2 separate regions of the Ovis aries genome follow, and region 2 is linked to region 1. A link is a contact called in public Hi-C data. All regions are on one chromosome and are shown on one strand. The core of a region is the stretch at or near the end of the contact, and the rest is flanking DNA. Distances in the headings are between cores, read along the strand shown.

Evidence for each region. A called contact is a pair of places that touch in the nucleus more often than the background predicts.
Region 2: a Hi-C map of mixed tissues shows a contact between it and region 1, with 2.4 times the contacts expected there. The contact joins the promoter of DUS1L here to the enhancer-like site in region 1. A contact is called at or near these places in 2 of 16 Hi-C or Micro-C datasets (mixed tissues and tail adipose tissue).

Annotation. Positions count from the first base shown.
Region 1 is chr11:50,195,519-50,200,669 of ARS-UI_Ramb_v3.0, reverse strand. CCDC57 (coiled-coil domain containing 57) reads right to left here. Exons shown (of 18, transcript XM_042256231.1): 8 at 1-141. Among named protein-coding and RNA genes, the nearest start is that of CCDC57, 33 kb to the right of the region's middle. Within about 2 kb of position 2,714, at least 16 of the 54 cell types and tissues checked have an H3K27ac peak or open chromatin away from gene starts, as enhancers often do.
Region 2 is chr11:50,308,646-50,313,796 of ARS-UI_Ramb_v3.0, reverse strand. It overlaps DUS1L (dihydrouridine synthase 1 like), which reads right to left and starts at 1,951. Exons shown (of 14, transcript XM_042256235.1): 1 at 1,713-1,951; 2 at 624-1,117. The coding sequence starts at 860.

The DNA.
Region 1 (5,151 bases), core at 1,465-3,964:
CATCTGGTCAGCTGTGCCTTCAGCTTCATCTCCTCTTCCTGCAGTGACTGAACCTGAAGGTCTTTGGAGATCATCTCCTTGGATAGCTGAGCAATCTGGGCATCCCAGCTAGACTTTAGAGCTGATGCATCTTCCCGAAGTCTAAACCAAGAAGGGAAGCGATGTGAATGTGGGCGTGGTTCTCACCCAAGCTCTCTTTTACAACACACACACACACACACACACACACACACACACACACACACACACACACACACACAGAGTCCTCAGAGGAAATGCTGCAGATCAAGGTCTCTTCTACACACATCAGGGCACAGACTTCCCGCCTAGATTAAGAAATAGTCCTACCCAAGAAGAAATATCTACCCATCCCTCCCACCGGCCCAGGCACTGACTAACACCTGTAGCACGCCAAGCCCACACCGAGTGTGAGGAAGTAGGGGCCAGGAGATGTCTCTTGGAGCCAGAGATCCTGAGACAGCACCGTCTGACACACCTGGGCACCCTTTGCCATGCCTAGCCCAGTCCTTCCCCATAGAGACATTCAACACGTATCTCCAAACTGAATAGTAAGATAAGCTTCTACATTCATTGGTAGAATCTCGAAAAATCTGATAAATCTCCCAAGAAGCAAAACTTGAGAAAAACATCTAGAGATATTGACTAGAGTAGCTATAATATTAACCACTCAAAGCTTACAGGGTAGTCACCCTATTTGCAGCTCCGGCCTGTTTCCCTCCTAAGCTGCATTCAGCATGCTGTGGGGTAAATACTGCGGTCATGCACTGGCCACTGCCCAGAGCCAAAGGCCCATGGTTGGGCCACGGACTGCAGCACAGAGGTAGAGAAGCCATGGGAAGGCAGATGGCCATCAGTCTACAAGGTCTTAGACCAAAGTCCTGACTGCAGTTGCCTTGAGACTTAAAAAAGCTCCATCCAAACAGGGGCAGAGACAGGAAGGAGAGAGGAGCAGCTGCCCTCATGGGAAACTTCTTTCAACATTTCAGCTTAAACAGGCCTCAACATAGAGGCTGGTGTGCTGGTTAAAATGCCCTTGGCAAAGGGTCAGCCAGCCCCACAGGAATGAGACGGCTCTGCTCTGCTCTTCCTACCCTGGCCTGTGACCCCCAGGCCTATGAGCCCCTGCCTGAGGAACCCTGTGCTCTCCCCTCTCTCGGGCATCCCAGTGCCCTCGCACGCTGGGCATAGACATGCGGGTAGCTGGGTAGGGCTCTCTGCTCACAGGCAAAGCCCACTGCAGTGGGCAGAGGCTGGTGTGAGGGGTTCCCACAACCTCAGTCCTAGTCAAGCCAGGATTATCATCACTCTGAGTAGCAGAGTTCTCTGTTCATAAAGTACTGCAGTGAAGCTCATTTAGGAAAACCCTTTAAAGACCAAGGTGGGAATGAAGAAGGGGAATGAGTATGGGGAAATGTACAAAACCCCACAGTCCAGAGGAAAGCCATGCTGCTCGGTAAAGCATTAGGATTCTTCAGCTCTATTACTAACTTAGGAAAAGGCACCCTCTTTGAACCTGCCTAGATACAGTATGTAATAAAAGTGTCACATTCTTAAAGGATTAAGACCTGTCAAGTGTGAGATTTCCAGTGTTATTCTTAGCTATTAGAAAAAGTCATTTTTCTTAGTATGATTTAAACAAATTACTTCTAGTATGTCCAGATTCATACTGATCTCTTACCTAAAATAAACCAGCTCATCCTAGTAACACAGGGGGCTACAAAACGTTGGAAACTTGAGAACACGTCCAGCTCAGACACAGCGCTGGTGTCAGAATAGAGGCTGCAGCTGTTCCTCTCCCGGTCCACCCAGTACCCCTTCTCTGGGGCAGTGCCTGCTCTGGTCCCATGTAGTTGTTGGGGTGATAAAAGTAGTAGGTGGGGGCCCAGGTGAAGTGAAAGTCACTCAGTCGTGTCCAACTCTTTGCAACCCCATGTGCTATACAGTCCATGGAATTCTCCAGCCCAGAAAACTGGAGTGGGTAGCCTATCCCTTTTCCATGGGATCTTCCCGACCCAGAAATCAAACTGGAGTCTCCAGCATTGCAGGTGGATTCTTTACCAACTGAGCTATCAGGGGGCCCAAGAGCCTGTAACAAAGCTGCCCCCAACCCCATGAGCCAACCTAGAGCCAAGACCACATGGGGCAGGATGTATAGGCGGGCAGGGTGCTCATGGAATCCGGGCTTTACCCTGGCAGTGTCCCACCAGACACTTAGCCCCAGAGCCTCGAGTGTCCAGTGTCTGACATGACAGAGGGAAATGAGAGGCCCTTCTCTGTTCTGTGTGTCACTGAAAGACAAAAGGACATGAGATGCCTAGCCTGCCCTGGAATTCCAAAGCACCGCTTCCCCTCTACCTACTCACTCGCAACTCTGCTCCAAGGTCCAAGGAAAGGGAAGCAGCTGACAGCCCTGGGAAGTCGACTGCCCAGGCCCCATGCATCAAGCAGGATGTCTGTTCTGAGCTTCCCGTTATAGTCCCTGACCTGATCTTTCATGATTCCATATGTGTTGGGCTTCCACAACTATAAGAGAAGTTGCTGGAGCTTGAGAGCCATATTTTTATTTCTTCTTAATTTCTATTGAATTCTCACGAGATGATTTGCACACAGCAGGGGCTTTGTATGTGGCCATGAATGGGATCCTGGTTCCCGCTCCACTTTGCCGAGACCAAGACAGCACAAGTAGGCCTGTGTTCTGGAGAGCGGAGAACTTGCCCTCGTTGAGTCCTGGCCTCCGTCCAGCATTTGGACCAGCACTGCCCAGCACTGAGCCAAGGGCCATTCAGGGCTCCGAGGCACGTGGCCAGTCTGAATTGAGATATGCCTTTAAAATTTAGCATCAAAAAATGCAAAATACCTCAATAACAATTTGCTTAGGCAAGTTTAGGCATCCATCTTCATTAATATTTTTAAATTGATTACTTATTTTTTTCTCAAACTTAAACTTTTAATTTTGTATTGCAGTATAGCTGATTAACCAATTACTTTCCCATGTGGAGCAGTGGTAAAGAACTGGCCTACCAATGCAGGAGATGCGGGTTCAGTCCCTGGGTCTGGAAGATTCCCTGGAGGAGAGCACGGCAACCCAGTCCAGTATTCTTGACTGGAGAATCCCATGAACAGAGGAGCTGACAGGCTATAGTCCATAGTGTCACAAAGAGCTGGATGCGACTGAAGTGACTTGAGCACACAAGCACACAATGAGATGGTATTTTGGACATACTGGGTTAAAAAATGTTATTGAAGTTAATTTCATCTACTTCTTTTTGCGTCTGAGCTGTGACTATGAGGAGGTTAAAGTACCCTCTGGCCCCACCATATTCCTTTCGATAGGTTATATGCCTGCATGGTTATACACACACAAGGTTCTCACAATATGGTCTCAGCTCATCATTTCTCTACTCTGCTATCCACAAATTAATGGTCACAAGAAAACCAGCACAAATAGGCCCAAAGAGGCAACAAAATCATAACATGGGCCATTTTGTTGCTGACTTGTAAAGAGTACGTCTCGGTGGGAAAAGACGCTGATACAGACACTAAGGCTTCTCCTGGGAACCCACTGATGCTGCTCGTCACGGCCTCTCGACTGTCCAGTGGGGAAGCGGGAAGGAACATGATGGCGGACCCGCCAAGAGGAGAGAGCAGAGGAGGAGGCCTCCCCACAGGAAGGCCTGTGCACCCGGACCCTGGGCTCTGAGTCACTGTCTATGAGAAGGGCCCCGGGAGAAGTCTGTCCAAACCAAACAAGGAGTGGCTGGGAGACACACACCCTTGAGATTGAGCTGCCTCATCCCTCCAGCTATTGCCGCCTAGGTTTAACAGATCAAACAATAAGACGCATGACTCTAAAGAAGCTATCCTTAATAAGCTTTGACTTCCTGGTATTTTATAGTTCAAAGCCATTTTCCCCTTCAGTAGAAATATAACTTGGTAGAGAATTCTCTGTAAAAAAGAGAGACAGAAATAGTTCCCAAACAAAGGGGAAAACCCAGTTGCTAAACAGCAGGATTTGCAAATGACTTATTTGTCTTAATCATTTTCCGTAAACACAGCTTCTCTGAAGATCACTTCCTTACTGGCTGCCAAGAGGCTGAGTTCAGTTACTGCTTCAGTTACAATGATCCTTCAGAGACACCAAACACAGCGGGATAGAGTGGTTGTGTACGGCCTGGCTTAGATGTCAAAAGGAAAACTGGGTTTGAAAAGAAGTTAGTTTGGAATTCCCCAGCAGTCTGGTGGTTAGGACTCTGTGTTTTTTCACTGCCAAGGGCCTGGATTCAATCTCTGGTTGGGGAACTAAGATCCTGCAAGCCATATGGCATGGCCAAACAAATAAATAGTTTAAGTAAATTTTTTAAAATTTTTGGTTGTGCTGGGTTTCCTCTAGTTGCGGCGCACAGGCTTCTTATTGCAGTGGCTTCTCTTGTTGTGCAGCACAGTCTCCAGGCGCGCGGGCTTCAGTAGTTGCAGCAGGCAGGCTCAGTAGTTGTGGCTCGAGGGTTCTAGTGCAAGGGCTCAGTAGCTGTGGCATGGGGGCTTAGTTGCTCCTCGGCATGTGAAATCTCCCTGGACCAGGTATCAGACCTGAGTGCCCTGTATTGGCAGGCGGATTCTTATCCACTGTACCACCAGGGAAGTCAAAAAAGAATTTTTAATTAAAAAATAAAAAGAAATAAAAAGAAACTAGTTTATGGAGAAACTGGAACCCTTGTGGAAAACGGTGTAATTACTGTGGAACACAGTTCCTCAAAAAGTTACATCTAGCGTCTCCACTTCCAGGTACACATCCAAAAGAACTGAAAAGAGACCTGAGCGGGTATTTGCTCACCCAGTCACAGAAGCACTAGTCACAGCACCTAAAAGGTAGAAACACTCCAAACTGCCATCAACAGCTGAAATAATAAACAAAAGGTAGCTGTATGCAAGCAATGTGATGTTACTCAGCCTTAAAGAGGAAGAACATTCTGATGCCTGCTATAACAACGTGGATGAACCCTGAAGCCATCACGCTGAGTGGAATCAGTCAGTCAGAGAAGGACAGACACTGAAGGATTCCTCTCGTGTGAGGCCCTTAGGGCACTCAGATTCACAGAGATGGGCAGTGGGATGGTGGGTGCCAGGGGCTGG
Region 2 (5,151 bases), core at 702-3,201, 110 kb before region 1:
GTTGCCACAAGCCCCAGCCAGGCCCTGGTACGAGGGCTGCCCAGGGGTTCATAGGTGACCCAGCGAGGGTGTGGCCCCAGCGGATGACTGCAGGATGGTATCCTATCTTAGATGTATACAATATGACCAAGCTAGAGACTTCCCTGGTGGTCCAGTGGTTAAGATGGCATGCTTCCACTGCACGGGACACGAGTTCAAATCTCCGGTTGGGGAACTAAGATCCCACATGTCACACAGTGTGGCACACACACAAAAAAAGGCAACGTGACCAAGCTAGGATGCACCCCCATACCACCAGCAGGGCAAGTTACAGATTCACACAGTCCTCCCAGATGTAGCAGAAAGCCAGGATCACTGACTTTGCCAAGAGCAGAGCTGTTCTGTCTGTCTGATAAAGAGGGGGCACTTGGGGTGATGTCAAGGGGGCGGGAGGGAGGGCCTGCAAATCTTCCCCGGCACCCAAGCCATCCATTTGCCAAAAGTCTGAGGCAGCTACTGGGGAGAGGTCAACCTCTGCAAGAACCAGCCTGCTGTTGCCCCTCTGATCTCGGAAAGTCGGGAAGCCTTTTCTGGAAAAGCCCAGGAAAGGGTTCTCGGCCAGCGTTGGAGGCTGGGCCGCTAACCTGTACAATGAGAGGCCGGTCCTCAGGGCACACATCGCAGTACAGGTTCTCCTTGCGGTAGTTGGCATCACGGACAAAAACCTGGGCATGCAGCATGGGTGTGTAGCACAGTTGGGCCCCATGTCGGCGGCTCAGAAGCCTCCAGGCCAGCTCACTTTGGTCCACCATGGGGGCCACCACGTGGCGGGCCCCCCGAAGGGTGCGGCTCCAGAACTCGAAGCCTTCCAGCTTTGGCATTGCCTTCACACTGAAGGGCAAGACCACGGGCTCAGCCGCAGCCAGTGGAGCGCAGGTGCAGGAGGTGACCCCCTCAAGGCTGCTCTAGCGCTGCCTGATGGTCACAAATGCGGGTGCTAAGGGTGTCGGCTGATGCAGGACAGGAACTGACGCCTCATTGCCATCGCCTTCCAGTGGAGACCGTGGACAGGTTACTCAAACTTTCTGCGCTTTAACCTCTCACTTCTTAGCGGGATTAAGATGTCTGCCTGGCAGGACTGGCATGAAGAATAAATGGAACAGTGAGTGATGTCCTGTCAGTGCTTTGCCCAGGGGAGGCCATCACAAAAGGCAGCTACAACCCACAAGGCCTGGAGACCCCCACCAAGGCAGGACCACCCTGTGGCGACCCCACCAAGGGGCACAGGGCAGTCACCTGGACACTCTGCCCTCCTCTGGGTGTCAGATGTATAAAAGCACTACGAGGACGTTCCCTCTGGCTTATCTTACCCATGCCTGGCCGACCTTATCAGAGACACTGTTCCCTACAGTGACTTAACAGGTGGTAGGTAGCCTGAGGCTTACAATCGAAACCCCAAAGGAACAGATCGTGACGAGGGGCTCACTGTCAGAGAACACCCACCTCCTGTACTACTTTGGGAGTTATTAAGCAGGGTCATCGGCTTAACAACTGCCTAAGCGCCCAGCTGTGGGTTTATTTTCGGGAACTGTGAAGCTACATGTAAAAATCAAGATGATGCCCACAGAGGCCTGGACACGAGGCGCCGAGCGCGGGGCCTTCCACCTCCACCCGAAGGAAGACCCCCGGGGCCCCAGAGAACCGCGGGTCAAACCTGAAGGGAACCTACCTACCTGGGCGGAGCCGAGCCACCTGGGCGCCCGAACCGGGTCGCGGCTCCTTTCTACGCAGCTGGGCCCTTCGGAACAGGGGGGAATAGCCAGGGGCCCACTAGGGGTCCCACCGGGAGCTCCGGGGATGCGGCTAGGGTACCGCGGAGTGAGGATCCTGGGCTCGCAGCGCGACTTGAGACCGCCACGCTGGGGCCGCCACCCGGCCGCCGCCGGGCCCAGGGCTCCGCGCTGGGGCCGCCGGGAGGTGCTCCGCCAGGCCGTTCCGGGCGGCCCGCGGTGCTGCGAGAAACGCATTCCCGGGAAACCGCGCCCGGCTGCTGAAGGGCCCGCCGCGCGGCGGAGGGGCTGTGTGCGGAGTCGGGGTCGTAGACTAGAAGTCCACTCCTCCGGGCGCGGCGGGGCAGTTTCGCAGAGGTAGGGCCGGACAGGGGCCGCCGGGACTCTCCCCTCGCTTGCGGGGGCTGGTTATCGCCCGGTGCCACCGTACCCGAGCTCCCGCCCTCCCCAGCAGATGCTCGGGGCTGAAGTCCTCTCTTCGGCCCCCACGCGGAATCTCATAAAGATCTTCGAAGGACCAAAAATCTCTGTTTTATTTCGGAAAGCAAACACCGCGTGAAATTCCTGTCCCGCGGCCCCCAAAGCGCCGCGCTCGGCCTCCCAGACCCACAGAATTCTTCATGGTAAACTTAAGACGTGCGAGAGCCACCGGGTTAGCGAATATAATAACAACCTTACCTCCTGCTCATTCTCCTAAATACTCGCTTCCCTGTCCTAAAGAAACCGACTGATCCTCGTTTCCCCCTTCTCCCTCCCTTTCTCCTATTACCTTTGGTACAGAAACCTCTACCTCTGATTACTGAGTGTCTGTCTTCTGTATCCGCCAGAGGGTTGTGAATATACTTTCTTCCTGTTCACCTGTCTTTTGTCAATTTAATTTGCAGGACCCCTAAACAGTCCCAAAAGGGAAGAGGGAAAGTTTTTCCTTTAGCAGAACCAAGTTTCATTTTATCATTTCATCCTTAAGTATCTCAGTATCCCCCAAAGACAGGAATTTTTAGAGCAGTATCATTAACACACCTGAAAATCCCTATGTCCTAAGATCAAATATCCATCCTTGTGTGTCCAGTATGGCAGCCAGCTGTCACATCTTGAGTGCTGGAATGTGGTCTGAATTAAGACGTGCTATAACAGGAAAAAGACACACCAGGTTTCAAAGTCTTAGGGGAAAAAAAGTAAAAGTTAATTGATAATTTAAAAAATATTAATGATATGTTGAAATTATATTTTTTATATTGCATTAGGTTACATATGAGTGCCTAATATGGCAAAATCCCTGGTGGCTCAGATGGTAAAGAATGTGTCTGCAATGCAGGAGACACCGGTTCGATCCCTGGGTGGATTCCCTGGAGAAGGGAAAGCTGCCCAATCCAGTGTTCTCACCTGGAGAATTCCAAGGACAGAGGAGCCTGGTGGGCTACAGCCCATGGGGTCATAAAAAGTCATACAGGACTGAGAGACTAAGACTAACACTTTTTCTTTTTTTCTTTTTTCAGGTTAAATATATTATTGCAATTAATTTTATCTTTTTAACTTTCTTGAAATGTGGCTACTGGAAATTTTACATTTACATACGTGGGTGGGATTTGTGGCACAGCAGATTGAGGAGCTCACCAAATTTCTTCCCAAAAAAGCAAAGATAAAACTGGACCAAAAAAAAAAAAAAAGGACAGAATTGTTAAAAGCAACCATTTCAGGACTCTGGAAGTTGATCAAATTTCGTACCATATTTGAAAAGCACTTATTTAAAAAAAAGAACCGCACATCTATGAGAAGACCAGTGGGAGTCTATGATTTCAGTATTGTACAACTTTTATTTCCTCCCTTCCACTGGTAACTCCACCAGAGCCTGGTAGGCCTTGAGGGCTCCTAGTTCCTACACACTCTGGAGAGAGCTGACTTGACTGGGAAATTAGGGAAAGCCCCAGAGAACAATTGTAATCACATAGCAGACAACAGGGTGAAAGTATTAGCTGCTCAGTCAAGTCCAACTCTTTTCTACCCCATGGACTGTAGCCCTCCAGGCTCCTTTGTCCATGGGATTCTCCAAGCAAGAATACTGAAGTGGATAACCTTTCTCTTCTCCAGGAGATTTTACTGACCCAAGGATTGGATTGAACCTGGGTTTCCCACATTGCAGGCAGATTCTTTACTGTCTGAGCAACCAGGGAAGCCCCAAACAACTGGGTAGAAACCTGTATCTTGGCTGCCTGATACTGGTTGGAGAAAGCAGTATTCCAGCCATAAATTTAACAAAGAAATTCAGTAGATGAGCTAGCCATGATGGGTCTTGATAAGATAGTGATTTGCTAGGCTGTGCGTATAGCAAGGAAAGACCAGAGTTGGCCACAGCTAAATACACCTGTCTGACTGAAGAAGAAAGAGGCTTTGTGCAAGGAAAAAGGCGGGCCCAAACAATAAACTGCTAACTGCAAAGGGTGAGGCCTTACCAGTTCAGTAGACTTAAGCATAATCACTAACTAATAACTGGCTGGCCATTAAACTATAATGGCCCAGGGATAAGTCTTAGGAAACCAGGCTTGCATATAAAAAAAAGGTTTTATTTTTGGCCTTGCCACATGGCTTGTAGGAGCTAAGTTCCCCAACCAGGGATTGTACCTCAGCCCTCTGCCATGAGAGTACAGAATCCTAACCACTGAACCACCAAGGAATTCCCTAAAACAAAAAAGATTTTTTAAAAATTTAGTAGAGGACTTACCTGGCAGTCCAGTGGTTAAGACTCTGTGCTTCCAATGCAAGGGACACAGGTTCCATTCCTGGTCAGGGAACTAAGATCCTACATGCCTCAGTGTGGCCAATAAAACCAAAAAAATCCAGTAGAGATACCAGTGGCCACACACTGTAGGGGAAACAGACTGTATAGAATTCACCCAGGTTGGGAACTGAACAAACAAATACCAACATCAATAAACACATACAGTAAGGCAGGGAGGGGGTCAGAGTCCAGAGCTACTTACTACAACATATTATAAATGCCTAGTATTTAAAAAAATTTTATAAGACAGTCAAACAAAAAATTTAGGACATACACAGGAAAAAAAAAAAAATGGTTCCTAGAAACTGTCCCTGAGGGGGCTCAAATGATGGAGTTAGCAGGCAAAGAATTAAAGTAGCTATTGTAAATATGTCCAAAGGACAAAAAGAAACCATGGTTAAAGATTTTGTTTTCAAATGTGATGGTGACTCATCAAGTTAAGATTATCAATATCTTTAAATGATTCTTAAAAAGCCAATGGAAATTATGAATTGGAAACACAATAACTAAAATGAAAATTTCAAAAAAAAAAGAAAAATAAAAAAAAATAAAATGAAAATTTCACCAGAGGGCCTCAACAGCAGACATGAACTAGCAAAAGGAAGA